3 separate regions of the Hordeum vulgare genome follow, and all the other regions are linked to region 2. A link is a contact called in public Hi-C data. All regions are on one chromosome and are shown on one strand. Each heading gives the region's core, a stretch centred on a gene start, on an enhancer-like site or on the middle of the called end of the contact. The rest is flanking DNA. Distances are from core to core; before and after follow the strand shown.

The links. A called contact is a pair of places that touch in the nucleus more often than the background predicts.
Region 1: a contact with region 2 is called in a Hi-C map of leaf, with 3 times the contacts expected there. The contact joins the promoter of LOC123430097 here to the promoter of LOC123426309 in region 2. A contact is called at or near these places in 3 of 6 Hi-C or Micro-C datasets (leaf and seedling).
Region 3: a Hi-C map of seedling shows a contact between it and region 2, with 2.0 times the contacts expected there. The contact joins the enhancer-like site here to the promoter of LOC123426309 in region 2. A contact is called at or near these places in 2 of 6 Hi-C or Micro-C datasets (leaf and seedling).

What each region holds. Positions count from the first base shown.
Region 1 is chr2H:369,363,361-369,367,289 of MorexV3_pseudomolecules_assembly, forward strand. LOC123430097 reads right to left here and starts at 1,786. Exons shown (of 1, transcript XM_045114010.1): 1 at 317-1,786. The coding sequence starts at 1,502. The coding sequence ends at 678.
Region 2 is chr2H:368,651,872-368,655,668 of MorexV3_pseudomolecules_assembly, forward strand. It overlaps LOC123426309 (plastid division protein PDV2), which reads left to right and starts at 1,326. Exons shown (of 2, transcript XM_045110120.1): 1 at 1,326-1,703; 2 at 2,881-3,752. The coding sequence starts at 1,485. The coding sequence ends at 3,543.
Region 3 is chr2H:369,200,886-369,204,692 of MorexV3_pseudomolecules_assembly, forward strand. No RefSeq gene overlaps it. Among protein-coding and RNA genes, the nearest start is that of LOC123430097, 160 kb to the right of the region's middle. Within about 2 kb of position 2,521, at least 3 of the 3 cell types and tissues checked have open chromatin away from gene starts, as enhancers often do. A contact at or near this core is called in leaf and seedling, where this site is marked.

The sequences.
Region 1 (3,929 bases), core at 536-3,035, 710 kb after region 2:
ATGCGATTTGATATTACGTATATGGATATATATTTTTACAAATTTAATCAAACAAAGTATTGCAAGTATTTTTGATATACTAAACCAATAAGATTTGACTTCTAACAAAGTTACACCTTATATTTTACTACAGAAAAAGTATTTTTTTATGACAACCAAACAACGTCGACGATGCAGCAAAGCGTGCCTAACCCTTTTACTTGATGATGAAACGGCAAATGTTTAGCCCGCTTCCAAAATGCCATTTAATTGCAAGTTTCGAACATCCCAGAAGAACAAACGGATCAACACAAAGCAATACACAAGCAAGTGCATGTTTAGACGAAAAATCAGTCCTGTAGTTTTATGTTCACTGTTTATATATGCCTCATACTTCGTTCTCAGAGCACCTGCTCAACTAATGCGATCAAAATTTTGTTTCTACGAATTATACACATGCTAAATCTCTGAACCGACGTCCCGCAAACAAAAACAAGAAAAACTCTGCACCGACGATGTGACGTCTCCATCTTCCGCGCCAAGCCAGCAGCCTCCGTCCGATACGGATCTGACGGCTTTCCGCTTTGTCGTCCGCTGATGTTCTGTTCCCGCTGGTTCCAGAACTGCCGGAGCTTCTCCAGAATCGAGCTCGCCCGCAATTTTTGTTGTAGCCACGACCGAACGGCCAATCCCTTGGTTCACTCGTTCATCTCGCATTCAGGAATGGCGGTCAGGTCCGGGGCGAACCTCGGCTGCATCCTCCCGGCGCTCTTTACGCGCGCCACCGGCCGCCTCTTGGCTATCAGCGCCGGCACGGTCTTGTAGTTGTGGGCAAGAGTCTCGTCCACCTCCGGCGGCGGGGCGAACACGAGCGGCGAAACAGAGCCGGCGCGTTTCCTCCGTCCGCCGCTGCCGGAGGCGTTGGTGTTGGCCTTGTTGACGAGCGCCGCGGACGCCCTGACGGCGAGAGCGGCCACGTCCTCGCGCCGGAGGCCGTTCCTCTTGACCTCGGCGGGGAGCACGAAGTAGATCTGGCCCGGGCGGAGTTCCTCGCCCCCGGGCACGGCGGCCACTGGGCCCTCGAACCCCATCGCGTCGGCGTCGCACAGGAACCACCCGGCGGAGCCGTCTCCTGCCTCCACGGAGTCCTCGAGGGCGCGCGCCGCCGTCGCCGGGCGCGGGTACTCGCGCAGCTCCCCCGTTGGCAGCAGCACCATCGCCGTCGAGGCGGCCAGCCCCTCGGAGCGTACCGCGGCCGCCGCCCCGCCGCTAGACATGCAGAGCCCCATTTTCGCCACGTGTTGGTGTAGGTTTGAGGGTCGAGCTGGTGTTGTTGTGAACTGTATGTAGTATGATACTATGATATTGTTGTCGTTGCTGCAGGAGTATGTGAGAGGAGGAATGCTCAGCCTTGGACTCAGATTGTGATGGAGTTGGAGGAGTGGGAGGCCTGATTTTATATAGGGTAGGGAGAGGCGAGGAGGAGGGAGAAGGGGTTCAGCAGCTTGGGGAAGGAGGAGCATGACAGGCTGCCGTTTGGCTGGGGCCAGCGTGCGTGCTATTGCTAGTCTGCTACTGCTTGGACTCGGGATATTCTTGTTTTTTCTCGGCTATTTTTTGAGTCAATTTGTTTTTACTGCTGCTATCTGGTGTGGTCTGGTGTGGTGTGGGAGGAGTGACGTGTACGTATGTGCGTGGTGAATACTCCTGCATATGTGGTGAAACCGTCGTAGTTATGATAGCTCTATGCTCAAAGTGCAGTAAGAGTATTACGGACGCGCTTTATTGGAATGGAAACTTTTGAAATCTGGATGTATATACATTCTATATGCAAAATAAATTTAGCAATTTGATAAAATGTTTAAACATTTTGAAAATAATTTGACCTTCCATTATATTTACAGATAATTCACAAAAACGAAATTAGACTTTGACTTCTTTTCAGAAAAGATAAATCTTCGATCAAAATAGTGTGAATAGTGACCTGTAATAGCAAAATAATTTTTGGTTTTTGTCTAGAAGTCAATGTTGAATTTTTTTCTTGAAAATTTAGTTATTAGTGCAAAACAAAGTCAAGTTTAATCTAAAAATGCTTTGGAACTATTTTGACATTTTCATTTATTATTATAAAAAATCCTCATGTGGGTGCATATACAACCAAAAATCAAAGTGTATTTTCCGTTTCATGTGCTGCTAGACAAGCGTGCTACTTCCAAGTTTCCTTCTCAAGTGGGCAAACTTACCATGCAAGTTTCCTTCCTCATCAAGAAATCTTACACACCAAGTCTCACCAACTGAAGTACTATATAAACTTATTTGGTTTTGCTTGGTACTATAAGAGTTGATGATTCATGGCCTTTAATTGTTGATGTTTTTATTTAGCCATAAAGACTACATAGAATCCTCTAATTAATGATGCTAATCCCCAACAAAAGCCCGCTTACACTCATGACATTTGTGAACGCACGGGATGCATTTTTAGTGTTAGGGGTGGTGTTAGTTTTTAGAAGAAAAAGACATGGCGCTTGTTTATTTTTAATGCAATTTTTGTCAATAATTGCCATTCTTTGGATATAGATCGTGTGGCTTTGGGGGCGTCGTTGGGCTGAGGCTCTTGGGGAGTTTCCTGGGATCTCAATCGCAGCGAATGTGTGCAAAAAAATTACCTCTGAATAATTCATCATGCCATAAAAAGGGTAAATAGCAATGCACATTATTATCTCGTTCCTAATGAGAACATTGAACATTTTATCCATGAATTCAAGAGGATCACATACATATTTGGGGATGGAACCATACAAACTTATAAGGAGCTTTGACGTCCATATTATTTCACCTCAGAAATGCAAGGATATGACATATTAAAAAAGCCCTGACATTAGCAAAACAAATAAAATATGTTTGGACCAATGGATCAAACAAATTATATGTGTCCTCAAAGATATTTTGGTAGGTGGAACAAACTATTGTCAATAGATTCTCGAGCTTTGTTTTTAAATCAATTCAATCTGATTGGAAACCAAATGCAATAATTCAAAATGGTATGTGGAATTTCCAATTATTATTATTATCATTAATTTACAAGCCTTGCATACTTATGGTGTGTATATTACTCCCTCCGTTCCTAAATATAAGTCTTTAAAAATGTTTCATTAATGAACTACATACGGATGTATATAGACATACTTTAGAGTGTAGATTCCATTATTTTGCTTCGTATGTAGACTTCTAATGAAATATCTTAAAAGACTTATATTTAGGAACGGAGGGAGTACAAGTTTAAGTACCTACGAGTGGCAGATTTTACTCATATGTGTTATAATTCTAATTTATCGAAGCGACATCAACCGCATACGGTTCTCGTCATCTTCTGAATGGCTCGAAACAATGGACACGGCATCAAACACCCGTAGTACATGCTAGGTACACACTACTCACTGTAGTTGACCAAATGAATGTTTCTTGTTAAACTGGCCAAAATATCACACTAGCTTCCTGGAAGATCGCTATATATATTTTGGACAGTTGTATTGTATGAACCCACGGATATAAAGGGAGAAAAGTGGAAAAGCAGTAGGGCGTATTCCGTGTGCCAAAAGTCAAAAGCGGGCAAAATCAAACGGTTTTTGCAAAAACTCGTGTGCGTTTTAGCTAGCGGCAGCCAGTGGCCGTGGCTACTCCGCCTCGTAGTAATTTCGCTCGGTTTGTTTCCTCGGGACGGAAACTCGCCAACGCATTCAATCGCATGCGTTGCGTCATATGTATCCCTGGTCGCGCATCACCTGGTCAAAGGCAAAGTAGTGTACTAGGGGGAGCAGTACGGTGCAGGTCGTGTGTTCTTGGACGGTGCGATATGTAATCGGCTCAACTGAAATTTACGATTTCTTTAGATTACTCTATATTATTATTTTTTACTTTAGGAAGAGCAGTATACTGTATGTCCTTTTTCT
Region 2 (3,797 bases), core at 76-2,575:
GTTTTTGTTTCTGTTTTTATTTGTTTTATTTCCTTTTATACTTTTGTTTACTCTTCCAAATATTCTAAAGATATATATTACCAAAATATACTATAAATAATGTTTTGAAAATGTCAATCCTGCATTTGAAAATATTAAATATATATAGGAAAAATGTTGATCATTTACTAAAATAATTATAAGTTTTTTATATAATATATATATATAATATGTGTGTGTATAAAATCAAGTATTGAAAAAATATTAAACAAGTATATAAAAATGGTAATTAATCATTTAAAAAATGTTAAATGTGTATAAAAATATTGACCATATATTACAAATGATAAACAATTATTTTTTCAGAAATACTGATAAATAATTTGAATAATGGTAAATTTGTATAGAAAATGTTGACCATGTATTTAAAAAATAATGATTTTTTTATCATGTATAAAAAATGTTAATGAAGCATTTAAAATGTTAAACAATTTTTTTTTAAATGTTAGATGTGTATAGACAAAAATGTTGATCATGTGTTAAGAACATGTAAATATTTTACCTGAAAAGTATTAATCAAGAATTTAAAAATGTTTAGAAGTCTATATAGAAAAAAATATTGACTATGTATAAAAAATGTGTTAATCTTGTATTTCAAAAATGTTAATAAATATTTTAAAAAATGTTTTAGAAGAAATCTTGATATGTATAAAAAATGCTAAATTGGTGTTGAAAAAATGCTAAACATGTATTACAAAAATGTTTTTGACATATACTGAAGATGAAAAAAAAAAGTTGGAGAAGAAAAAATAAATCAAACAGAAATGAAGAAAACCCTGTCAAAAAGCGAAAAGAAAAAAGACATAAAAACCGATGGAAAAACGGTTTCATTTGCCTCAACTAAACAACACGCCTAGTACTTATCCATCGAAGACATTGGCACAGTGGGGATCGACCCCTGCTTGTCGCATTTTCAATCTGTTTTGCATTTAAGTCCGTGTTTGAATTCTCGTTTTTCTCCTGAATACATTTGTAAAATATATACAGATCTTCGGTGGTTGTTTTGGTTTCTGGCTGTAAATAGTTCTTGACCTGTAAATTACACCCAGAGAGTAAATACACCTGTATTAAATTACAACCAAACCAAACGCGGCTTAACTGTGCGCAACAAATAGGCCGGCTTAACTACTGTACACCCTTCAGCAATAGTTCCTACGGTGTTGCTTAATGCGAGAAATAGTCGGCGCATAGCCCATGTCAACTTCTGTACCAGAAGAACTAACCCACCCACTTGAGCACAGCAAGGCCCAAAGTCCAGTACTCCAGTCAGGTTGTTAGAGAGAACAAAAGACAAAAATCTTCGGATACGCCTCCGTCAGTCCCTCTCGCAGCCACGAACACAAGGCTCGCCGCGAAGTGCAAGATTGCAGCTACCACTGCTCGCCGCCAGCAGCGGGTTGGGGTTTAGCTAGGGTTCTGCATCCCCCGCACCGCTAGCGAAGGCCATGGAAGGGGAGGAGGAGATAGGCCTCGTCCTCGCCCGCGCCTCCGACCTCCGCTCCAGGATCTCCGCCTGCGCTGCCGCCGCACGCCCCCCGCCGCGGTTGGGCGCCGGGGAGGAGGACGACGGCCGAGAGGAGGACGGAGAGGAGGTGGAGGTGGGGAGCCTGGTAGGCATCAACGACGCGCTCGAGTCGCTCGAGCGGCAGCTCGCCTCCCTGCAGGTCCGGTTCGTATTCCTGGTTGGTCATTCGATAAAGATGGGGTTTTTATTGTTCCTCTGGTAGCCTGCTGTTGTGTCTGTAGTTATTGTTTAGTGCCACGAGCTGGAGGTTATATGATCATATGGTGGGTTTGGGGTTCAATTACTGCATTTTTGTCCCATGTCTTACTGTATTTTCGTGAGGAACCAAATCTAGGCTTGCTTAGCATGATGTTACAGACAGAGGAAAAGATTAATAGCTCTGCTTAGTTGTTAGTTGGCTGGTGGCTGCATCCAATTCCAGCCTCAGTTGGTATTGGACTAGGTAGAGTAAGAAAGGGTAGTATAAGATGGATTCTGTGGTTCCGTCAGCAACAGGATTGCTTGTTAACTAATTGTGGGTAAGGTACAGGTTCTATTAAAACACGTTTTGCGACAGAAAATATGTAAAGATTGCGCAGACATACTTTAGAGTGTGGATTCACTCATTTTACTCTGTATGTAGTCCGTAGTGAAATATCTAGAAAGACTTATATTTAGGAACCGAGGGAGTATGTTACACTGCATGGTTTATACACAGAGAAAATTTCACTCTGCTTACTGTAGCTTATGGCAAGTATCAGTGGCCAGCACAAGCTCGCATTCTTTTCCTTTGTTTGTTTTGGAAAAGCTGGTGTTCCATCATATGGATTTGCCTATGCGTTTCTGAATATGAACTGATAAGAACTGTATGGAATTTGCCTATGCACAAGAAGGAAGGTCATTTTGCTAACACAATCATCAACTGAGATGAAAATTTCTGCTTCGTGGTCACTAAACTGTAAAATGTTCCTGAGCTTCTGACCTTATTGTACAAAATGCTTACTTTAAGATAACGACATAAACACATTTAAGCACAATAACCCAAAGGGTATCAAAAGTGTGAAGTAGTTACATTACTACTGCTATATGTGAGCCAATTGGATGCCGCTTGCCTCAACAAATTAGTACTCGCTCAGATCCATATTAATTGTTGCTGATTTAGTACAACTTTGTACTAAATCAGCGACAATTAATATGGATTGGAGGGAGTATTTTCTTTTCGATACCAGTAACTTTACCAGGCATATGGTGTTCTTAGCTTGATACCATTTTGTGCACAAAGCTTACATGCATCTGTTTTGGAAATAAGTAGCTTACCATCTTAGTGCCATTGCCAGGACCTTCAACACCAACAAAGATATGAGCGAGAAACCATCCTGGGCCAGATTGATCGGAGTCGAACATCTCTCCTTAGCAAGCTGAAAGAATACAAGGGAGAGGACTGTGAGGCGATCCATGAGGCTGCTGCTTTTGCTGGTGAAAAAATTGAAAATGACGATGGTCTCATCCTACCTCCTTACTCGGGCCATATCACCAATTCATTTGTGCTCGATGATCTCTATCCTGCAAACTACGTGTCCAAGTCCAAGTGTTTGCACAACGGGCTGCTTTCTAATGGAATGACTGAAGATGGTATAAGGAAGAACGTGTTGCAAAACAGAATTCCTAGCACGTCGAGCCGTAATTCGTCAGGAGGGATCAGATCTTTGATCGGATGGATGGCTAAAACAGCGGTCATGATTGTGGGCGCCGTATCAATCATGAAGGCTGCTGGCTATGAGCCCACAACAGGGAGGAGTGGCATAAAACTGCACATCTCAGGTCTGTTTGCTAAAGAGGCGACCAGTGCAAAAGAACAGGTTCCTACTCTGCAGTGCCCTCCTGGGAAGGTGCTGATGCTTGGAGGAGATGGCCGGGCGCACTGCTTTGTGAAGGAAAGAATCGAGATCCCCTTTGGCAGCAGCCTTGACGCCCCAAATGCAAGCTACGGCTTAGGTTGAATCCGGAACCGGATCGTGTGAATATTAGGTTCTGTTAGCTGCTCCTCTGGGTGTTGTGTAGGAACTGCGGCCACCTAGTTCTTTCATGTATAATGCTCTCTGTTTGGATATCTATTTGCTTGTTTAGCCCTGAACGTTGCCGTTCGAATTCGTTGAGCCCTATGATGTATCATGCCGCTCTTAAATCACTCCTCGTTCATTGTCGTCAATGTGGACTCCTTGAGTGAAATGTTATCGAATTGATAGCAATGTAT
Region 3 (3,807 bases), core at 1,271-3,770, 550 kb after region 2:
GTGTGACTAAGGAGTTAGTCATGAGATCTTGTATTACAAAACAAGTAAAGAGATTTGCCGCTAACGAGATTGAACTCTGTATGAAGATATTGATGATCGAATCTCGGGCAAGTAACATACCGATGGACAAAGGGAAGTGTATACTGGATTGGGTGAATCCTTGACATATAGTTCAACCGGTATAGATCTTCGTAGAATATGTAGGAACCAAAATGGGCATACAGGTCCCGCTAGTGGTTATTGACCATAGAGGCTTCTTGGTCATGTCTACATAGTTCTCGAACCCATAGGGTGTGCACACTTAATGTTCGGTGACGATATAGATCTAGTTGAGTTATTGTGTTGGTGACCGAAGGTTGTTCTGAGTCCTGGATGTGATCCCGGACATGACGAGGAGCTTCGGGTTGGCCCGAAGGTAAATATTGATATATGGGAAGTTGGTATTTGAGTTCCGAAAGAGTTTCGGAAGGTTACCGGTTTTCTGACGGAGATCCCGGAAAAGTTCTAGGAGTCAATAGGGAGGGTCCACCTGCCTTGGAGGGCCCCACGGGTTATGGGAGGTGGGGAACCAGCCCCTGGTGGGCTGGCCGCCCTCCCACCCAAGGCCCGTGGGACGAGGGAGGTGGGTTGCCCCCTCCTTCCTTGAGGGCCAAGGCAGCCCTTGGTTGCCGTCGCCCCACCTTACGGGAAACCCTAGGGCATCGGCCTCCTCCTCCCTTCCATTGTATATACTTGAGGAGAGGGAGGGCAGCCGCACCGAAGAGCCACGCGGCGCTGCCCTCCTTTCTCTCTCTCTCTCTCTCTCTCATAGTTCTTCTCCACCGTCGTGATTGCGGCATCGCTTGGCGAAGCCCTGCCGATATTGCACCACTACGACCACCACCACGTCGTCGTGCTCCCGGAGAACTCAGCTACTACTTCATCTACACTCGCTGGATCGAGGTGGTGATGGCCTCATCAAGCTTATGTGTGCTGAATGCGGAGGTGTCGTCCGTTTAGAACTTGATCGGGGTGTTCGTGATTGGATCACAGGACGGATCGTGATTGGATCGCAAAGACGTTCGACTACATTAATCGCGTTTCTTAATGCTTCTACTTAGCGATCTACAAGGGTATGTAGATGCACTCCCCTCTCATAGTTTTTAATCTTCATAGATAGATCTTGGATGTTCGTAGGTAATTCTTTGTTTCCCATGCAACGTTCCCCAATAATGACATTGTGCCTTTGCAATTGCTAAACCTACTCTAGGAGGTTATTAACCACGCCGGAGCCCGATTAACCTGACCACGAAGGTCTATTCCTGCAAACAATTAAAGAACAAGCAAGAATACGATAATAACAATCTAAATATTGCGAATATAGATGAAGTATTGACAAGGGTGGGGATCTGAAAGAGGTCTTGGTCTGGTCGTTGGAAACAAACGAAGTACACAAAGTTGCAATGGCTAACTTCTAATTAAACAACACAAACAAAAAGCTACTAGATTGACCTACTTATATAGGAGCAAGGGACAACGGTCAAGTAGGTGGAAGGACGTCCCAGGCCAGCCTAAAACTAACCCAAGGTTGTTCAAGGCCTATGCGCCCAAGTAGATATGATGTAACACCTTTAAACTTATAGTTTGGCTCGGATTCTCATGCAACACCAGATTGTTACGTCAATATCTCTACCCTCCATACGAAATTGAATGTGAATCCAATTGGATTGGAAAGTACATAAAATCTACTTTATAATAAAAAAATCACCCAATTCAAAGTCCGGATGCAAAAGTTCTTGACGTTTCAAGACACGTATGTTTGTGTAGTCCGAATCTGAGTTCAGAACGTGAGAGACTTGGACTTTATCTTTTCTTGGCCTGGAAGTAACGTGAGAGAACTTCTTAAAAAACACCTAACCATCTTTTTTCCCTGTTCTTCATATGTAGATTATACAAGTATTTGATAGTTCTGCAATTACGCATGAAACAAAAAAAAGTATTTCTGTTTTATATAGTATCAATAAATTATTACATATTTTTTTATCAAAAATCATCTTAAATAAATACGTACATATAATATTTATGATCATAACCAAGAAATCTATGTCCTCGTTGAAGGCTGAAGACCTGCACGCATTAATATGTTCAACTATTCATCGTTATCCTGGTCATGAGTCACAGGAACGAGAAGGCCTCCATGAGCGAGAAACGCATGCACAGTGACTAGGTTCAAAGTCTTGCAGTAGCCACCGAAGATGTGCTACTACAAGATCAATTCACGTTCCTTAGAAAAAGAAGGCAGTCCAGAAAAAACGGAAGAAGACAGGATGGCAACTTGGCCGGTGTGGAGTAGGAATGGAACCGTCGAAGAAACGGGCGGACGGACGCCGTTAACGTCACCATAGCTGGGACCTGCAAAAAAAAAAACGTCACCATAGCTGGTGCACAGTCTTTTTGCCGCAGCCTGAAACTGCAGCAGTAATAGTGGGAGCGATCGGCACGAGTGAGACGTACGCCAGACACTTGTTTTTGCCTCAAAAAAAAGTTCCTAGTACGTCCGTCCACATGAGTAACAGCGACCTGCGAGTCCACCGTAGTCGTCGCATGAGTCCACACCCGTCTGCGTTACGGTACTGCTCCCGTGTGAAGCTGTTGATCACGAAAAGGAAAGGAGGAAGGTCTGTACGTAGCGTCGCTTTTCGGTAGCTGCGTGCATGCTGCCGCGACCGTGTGATACGGCTTCATCGTTGATGCTGACGCCTTTACTTGTGGCTTGCATCGCATGCTCGTTAGAACACCCCTCAATCTAGCCTTAAAGCATCTACATCCGCATCCGTCATATCCATCTCAAACGTCTTGACACGTTACTTTCTCATGATCGACGGGTCATAAAAACGCGACCCAACCGTACCCCTTAAACAGATCTGAAATATCCGGATTGATCGACACCCCTCGTATCCTGTCCAATTATGGAGGAGCCCACGCATGCTCGGCCAAGTCCGCATGGCCGCACTGTACTGCGCTGGTCGTATCGACCCCACTAAGAGTCAGCCCAATTATTCGTCTTCGTTCGTTTGTGGGACAAAACCCTAGCCACTTCATTCCACTTCCCTCTACTCCAATTCGCCACCCAAGCTTACCTCCGAGGATCTTTCGCCTTCTCCGGCATGGCGGGCAGCGGATCCGAATCCTTCACCTCTAGATCCGTTGACCACGAGCTCATCCCACTCGGTGCCGATGAAGAGATGGTTTTCCGGCTTGCCATCCGCCGCTTCCGGGAAGCGGTTGCCCTTCAGAAGCACTCCGACTCGTAGCATCAGGAATCCATTGCGTCGGCATAGCTTATACCTGGATCCGGCGTCGCTGCCTCATCGGAGGCAGTGTGGTCCGTATGGCGTCCGAACGCCATGGCAAACGTGCAACCCCTTTGTTGGCGCACCGAGGAGACACCTTGGGCGTGCACAGATGCTAACATGGGGTAGCGTGCCCGCCGTGCGAGGCAGCAGCCGGGAGCCGACGGAGGCCCTCGTGGTAGTGGACACTGGATAGGCGGAGTCACACTTTCCGGCGCCTTGTATAATGCACGGGTGCAGGCGCCGCAACCGAGTCATGGTCGGCGCCGCAACCGAGTCATGGTCAACATCGTCTACTCCGAGGAAGGATCCGTCATCAACCTGACGTCCATCGACATTGTCCGGGTCACGGGCTCCGACGGGGAAGAGTAGGGCATGGGCGACGGTGACCCGGCTAGTGTCCCATGTCCTACTCTACCTCGCTGGCGCGGGCCAACACTACGAGGGGCACAACCGGCCGCCATACATGTGCACG